2 separate regions of the Columba livia genome follow, and region 2 is linked to region 1. The links are chromatin contacts, called in public Hi-C maps. All regions are on one chromosome and are shown on one strand. The core of a region is the stretch at or near the end of the contact, and the rest is flanking DNA. Distances in the headings are between cores, read along the strand shown.

What was found. A called contact is a pair of places that touch in the nucleus more often than the background predicts.
Region 2: a contact with region 1 is called in a Hi-C map of crop, with 2.1 times the contacts expected there. The contact joins two enhancer-like sites. A contact is called at or near these places in 2 of 2 Hi-C or Micro-C datasets (crop and liver).

What each region holds. Positions count from the first base shown.
Region 1 is chr17:1,382,200-1,384,951 of bColLiv1.pat.W.v2, forward strand. ULK1 (unc-51 like autophagy activating kinase 1) reads right to left here. Exons shown (of 28, transcript XM_065033346.1): 23 at 172-359. Among named protein-coding and RNA genes, the nearest start is that of PUS1, 11 kb to the left of the region's middle. Within about 2 kb of position 1,327, at least 1 of the 3 cell types and tissues checked has an H3K27ac peak away from gene starts, as active enhancers do.
Region 2 is chr17:1,450,657-1,453,828 of bColLiv1.pat.W.v2, forward strand. No RefSeq gene overlaps it. Among named protein-coding and RNA genes, the nearest start is that of ULK1, 8.9 kb to the left of the region's middle. Within about 2 kb of position 1,760, at least 1 of the 3 cell types and tissues checked has an H3K27ac peak away from gene starts, as active enhancers do.

The sequences.
Region 1 (2,752 bases), core at 77-2,576:
GTGCTAAACATGCCCTGGGCTTTCTGGGTGCTGTGCTGGCCTGGCTTTCTCCAAGCCAGCTTCCACCGCCTTTGGAAGCAACCCCCCTCCTCGGCTGCAAACGTGGAGCCGTCTCACCTCTGGATTTGGTTCACTTTTACTGCCCCCGACAAGCCCCTGGGATGTACCCACCTCCATGAGCGTCTCCTCGGGCAGCTCTGGTGCCTCAAACGTAACAGCACCTTCCAGGTTGGCGGTGATGGGATCAGCAAACGCGTACCGGAGACTCGAGGGACCTTCCACGGCATCCCCACCAGTTCCCACTGCCAAGTGCCTGCCGGTGAATGAGCCTCCAGAACTGAGAGAGCTGGAAGACCCCACTGAGAAGAAAAACAGGCAAAGGAATTACTGAAGATGTTAATATTAGGCTAGGTGTTCCTCGCCCCGCAGAGGGGACAATCCTGTAGGATCCTGGATCTGACAGGAGCAGTAACATATACTTGGGAGAAAGACGCAAGGACTCATGTGCAGAATAAGCGCTCCCCAACGTGAGCTCCTTGGTGGCTCAGGTAGACCAGCCTACAAGCTCGAGCAGATTTAACACACCTTCCAGAGTGTTTGTCGTTTACAGAGAATTCAGAAGCATCTTTTTTTCTTTTTCTCTTTTTTTCGTCAAACCCTTTCTGAATCCTGCCCTAATATCTTGGGCTGACTTCTATCGCACACCACCACAGCCGCCGTCCCCATCACAGATCAGAGCGCTGCTTCCCCGGATTTCACGCTATCACTGGATGAACACCTCTGATAAGAGAGGCTTTTATCAGGGCTTTAAAACCTCAAGCACTTAAATGCAAACCAGGAGGGCTTTCCATTACACGCTCTGTGCTTCTGCTTCCCCTCTTTACAAGCAGGGGGCTGGGCGGGAGTGATTTCAGCTGAGTCAAGACTGTAATCTCATGATCCAGGGGACCCTGAAGTACAGTGTCCACCACACAAACCCCCTCGCCGTCATCTTTTCCCTTTCTCAACCACTGAACCCACCCTAAGAGCACACTGCTTATAAAATGAGCCCTTCAAAAGCAGTTTCTGTCTCAGGGTATTCATCCCACATCTTTCAGAGAGAGGAAAGGACCAACAATACCACATTCTGGATACCCCGTCATTCCAAGGGGCTGTTTGCAGAGGTTGTTATGATGACTCATGAAATGGCTCTGCCTTTTTATCTGCCAAGTGATCTCACTCATGGCTTGTCCAGGCACTTGGGGTGCAGTTTTAGCTTGCAAAGCTCCCCTTTTCACCATCAACTGTGTGCATCAACTAGAACATCAGGAGTCACTGCACAGACCCAATAAACAGAGCTTGTGGAGCAGCACGGCTTTGACCGCGCTCGCCCAACCCCGCATCCGTGATGTGGGTTCACTATTCAGCTGCCTTCTCTTCCAGGTGTCCCACCCGAGATCTGGACTGTTCGGCAGACCCTTAAGGATCCAGATATCGACGCACTGAAAACCAGTGCTGGGATCTGCTTCCAAACCGCTATTATCCCCACAGAAGCAACACAGGAAGTCTGCATCCTCTATTCATAACATTTCAGCCATGGGCTGCAGCCAGGACAGCAACCCCATTGTGCTACAGGCCTGTCAGACACTTCATACAAGTTCTGGCCCTACAGAGCTTTACCCTCTAAATAGAAAAGACAAAGAAAGGATTATGGTCCCAACTTTCCAGACGATCAAGGATGTGAGCAGATTTATGATGGAAACTCAAGCCATGCCCAGGAACCCAGCCCATGAGTCCCCCCATCCCAGTCAAGCAGCTTATTCATGGTTACATCCAACCCCTCCCTGCAGTAATGAACACCACCAGTGGACCACATTCAGATGAGGAACAGCCAAGGCAAGAACCCAAACAAGCCAAAAATGCAAATAAAAGTGTCCAAATATTTTTTTAAACTGAACACAGACTCCAGCTCCCAGACACACGATCCCAGAGGGGCCAACCACCACAGCCTCAGCTGCGCGCTGACCAGACCAGGGCGCTGGCGGCTTAAGAGACGGGTCTGCCGAGCAGGAGCGCGTTTCCCCGTTTCCCACTTCAGCAGCTCAGAGCACAAGTGACACCACTAATAATTTTGCATACAGAGCCATCCTGGCCCTTTCCTAACGGCACCTGTGCACTGAAATTCTTGGGCACGGATGGTCACGCTCACGTTTTATAGCTCATCCAAAACCCACAGGGAAAACCATCAGAACACAACACAATCTTTACGTTTGTTGACCTATAAGCAACAGTGGGTTTATGAACAGCTGCAGCGTTATTTCTGAAGCAGAGAGAAATGAAGTAAATGAAGTTTGCCTCACTCTTCCAGCACTGGAAAACCAGTATATGGCATGAGTCCTTGTGCCAGTGCGACAGTTTTCAGCAATAACGGGGGTTGGCAGGAGCCAGCGTGAGGATCTCAAAGGCACTTGGAGCAGCTGAGCTGTGGGCTGTGCTCTGAGCCACCACCAGGAATCCAACACATCGCTCTGCCCCCGGGCACTCCCACTGGAACAGGCAGGTATCAGCCCTTTACCTGAAAACATCCTGGTCCTCGTGGTCTGTGGGGGGGTTGTTCCACTGGGAGGGGATCCGACAGTAAAAATCACTGGGGATGGGCTGGCAGAGCCCCCAGCCCGGGCACCAGAGTGCAGGGTCCCTCCGTAAGCACCTGAGGGAGCTGGGGAGACAGTTGAAAGGTGCAGACTGGCATTACAGGAAGGTTACTCGAGCA
Region 2 (3,172 bases), core at 510-3,009, 69 kb after region 1:
GCACTCAATTAAAGATCAGAAACGCACACATCTCAGCATTTGTCATTTGCCCTTTGTCAAATGCCTTGGGATACAATCGCCGATAAAAGCAGATATCTGAATGAAAGCAAGAGGAAACAGGCTAACCCTGATTTAGCAATCCTCTGTCTGTAGCTCATGCTCTCCCCAGGGCTGGGGACAAGCCCTGAGAGTTGTTCTCCTAAAAAGCCAGGTTAACTCTCATGTTTCCCAGTAGAGGATGCTGGTTTTATTTATAGAATGTTGCAGGATGCATTCACGAGATATATATATATATATATAGGCATTGTGAGTACACCTAACCTGGCAGTACTGGACAGCAAGATCATCCTGAGCTATGAGGGCTCTGGAGCTTCCCATGACTCATGGAATTGTAGTCAAATATTCCGTGACTCATGGATTAACCTCACAAAACCCAGAGGGAAGAAAAGCCATTGGGTTCTTGGTTGACAAGAGCCTTTTAAAATTAACATGACATAATATGCAGGATACCAACATCCTCTTTCTGACTGGTGAGGGACTTGTAAGGAAGAGTTTTATCCGCTCACTTATTACCAAGGGACCTCAGCTGAGGTTGTGTAATTAGGATGGGACACTTTTTGCAGCTTCAAGGCTTGAATAGCGATATTAATGTAATCCAGTTACAGAAAGTGTGACCACATGCAATGAGCTATTAATACTAGCTTAGATTTAAATGCAGTTCTCTTCCATTCTAATGCAAATAAATGAAACTTATCAGACAAATACACAGAAACCAGAGTGTAGCCTTAAATGAACCACATGATAAAATACACTCAAATTAATGTCACACTCCTATAGGAGCCCAGAGCTTCAGCAAGCTGAAACAATTTTAATGATCTTGTCCTGCGCCGGCAGAGGACCTGGCTAATGCCAGCCAACATGCTTACGAAGAAAATCAACTTGAAAGACACATGTAACCACTGTGGCATCAGTTTAATGCATCACAGGACACTGAACTAAGGCCACGATAAAATCTGCTGATACCTGGATGGCACAGGCTGCTGCGTGAGGCGCAGATGGGCCGTCCCTGTGACTGACACAGACAAAGCCATTGCACGCGAGCAGCAGGAACTGCCACAGCAAGATGCGTTTTCTCACATGCGTCTGTACTCATTCTGGTCGTGGTGCATGAGAACTGGGAGGTGCGGATTAGAGGTTTGGGTTTTCTCACAGTGAGCTTCAGAGGAAGGGTCCCCCATATCCAAATAGAACACCCCATCAGCATTTAAAGAAATATATATATATTTTTTAAAGTACCAGAAACAATACACAAACATCACCAATCACTGCAAGTCAGCACTGTCACTGATGGGGAGGAGTTGCTACTAACAGACCCACCCACACCAAACCAACCTGCCTAGTTTGATCAGAGAAATCCTTTGTGGTTGGCTCCAGTTAGGAAGACCAGGCACAAACAGGCCCTGGAGCAAACGATGCCGTTCTAACAACGTAAGTATAGTCTCATCTGAATCATCGAGGATCTGTTGTTAGACAATTAATCAAGTGTCCTTACAATCGTTGAGCCAGTTCCCTTGTGATCCAGGAGGCACACGCTGTCTGATCACACGGGACACGTCCTGCCCGGCCCCAGCGTCCCTGTGCAGAGGCATCACCGCGCACCACAGCAGCGAGTTACTCAGCACCGCTGCTGACGGGTCCTGAACAGCAAGCACACCACACTGCGGTTTTAGGCTGGCCATCCGTTGCTTTTCTTCAGCAAAGCTCCTGCCAGCTCTTTGGCTGTTGGGAGCAGACTTGCCAGCGTCAGGCTGCAGCACCAGAGGTTGCAGGTGGGAACGCAGAACCACTGGGCTACAGAGCATCCAGAACACCCACCCGGTTGCTTCTGGCAGGTGAGAATGTGAGTAACGAAGCTGTTCCAGGCTGACAGAGTGTGATAATTAAAGCCAGCATTAAACCTATTCTGTAACTACACAAAATGACTGACTTATGCATTGCTGATGTGCATGACATCTGCCTTTTTTTTTTCCCCTTCTGTTATCCAAGAAGCCAAGGCCTCTTTGCTCCTCATCCCTTATCATGCAGCTCCTGGTCGCAGGTTTGCTGTGTACAAGGCTTTTCCAGGAAGTTTCCAGCAGTGCTCCTTGTGCTGATTGCAAGAACTGTTGTTAATCGACTGCTTTTACATAGACAGTGATGCATACATAGCCTCTGCAAAGGGTTTGTTTTAAACCTGTATTGCATTTAGCTTGAAAAAGGAAATGTATTTGGCAAAGTTGTGTCCTTGACCTTGACTCACTGCCAGTGCTAAAGGCCCAAAGGCAGTGAAAAAATTACCCCTCTGCTACCCTCAAAGCTGCCAGTCAGTGAATGTGAGGGTCAGGCTGTGCTAATAAATTGGATTTAAACATTTCTAATATGGACAATACAGTGTCTACCCACCTTCTACTCTGCCTGAAACATCTCCATTTTAATACACACTTTATGACAGCCCCGACAGGCATGAGTGTCAAGCGCCAGGCTGAGCCCAGAAGCAAAACAGGCTCCCAGGAGATTCCTCGGCTCTGACATGATCTCTGGAGCGACCTAAGCGAGCAGGAGGGAGCCCAAAGAGCCCGCAAAACGGATCCTTCTGGAAACACAAACAGCAGCTGAAGCAGACTCCACTAGTGCTGCTGGTTGTAATGAACAGGACAAGAAAGGAAGCCAGAAAAACCATTATCTCCAGCACTAGTTTTATTTGTCCTGAAGCTCTTGAGATTTTTGATAGTTTTTCAGTTACCTGAAGCAGAGACAATTTAACTCCATGTCATAATACTAGGGGCGTACTGCCTGCTGTGTAAAAGGAAACACTAGAGGTATCCTCTAAAATATAACAGAAAGAGAAGGTAATTATAGAAGGTATTTAAGCTTGAAGAGTCAGTTCTTTACATTTCGGAGCTAATGAATTCCTGATAAGAAATTTCTGAGCCAGAAAACCGGTGGTGAGAGTAATGGAAAATGCCAAATTAACTCGATAAGGCAATGGGAATTTGTCAAGCACACACGGTTGTCCAGACTGGTGCCAGGAACGGCCAGCAGCACCGTAAGAAGTGACACAGGCTCTTCCACCGCTCTGCTCCAGCTTTACCAGGGGCTGAAGCACAGCGGCTTCCCAGATAGCAAGAGGCAG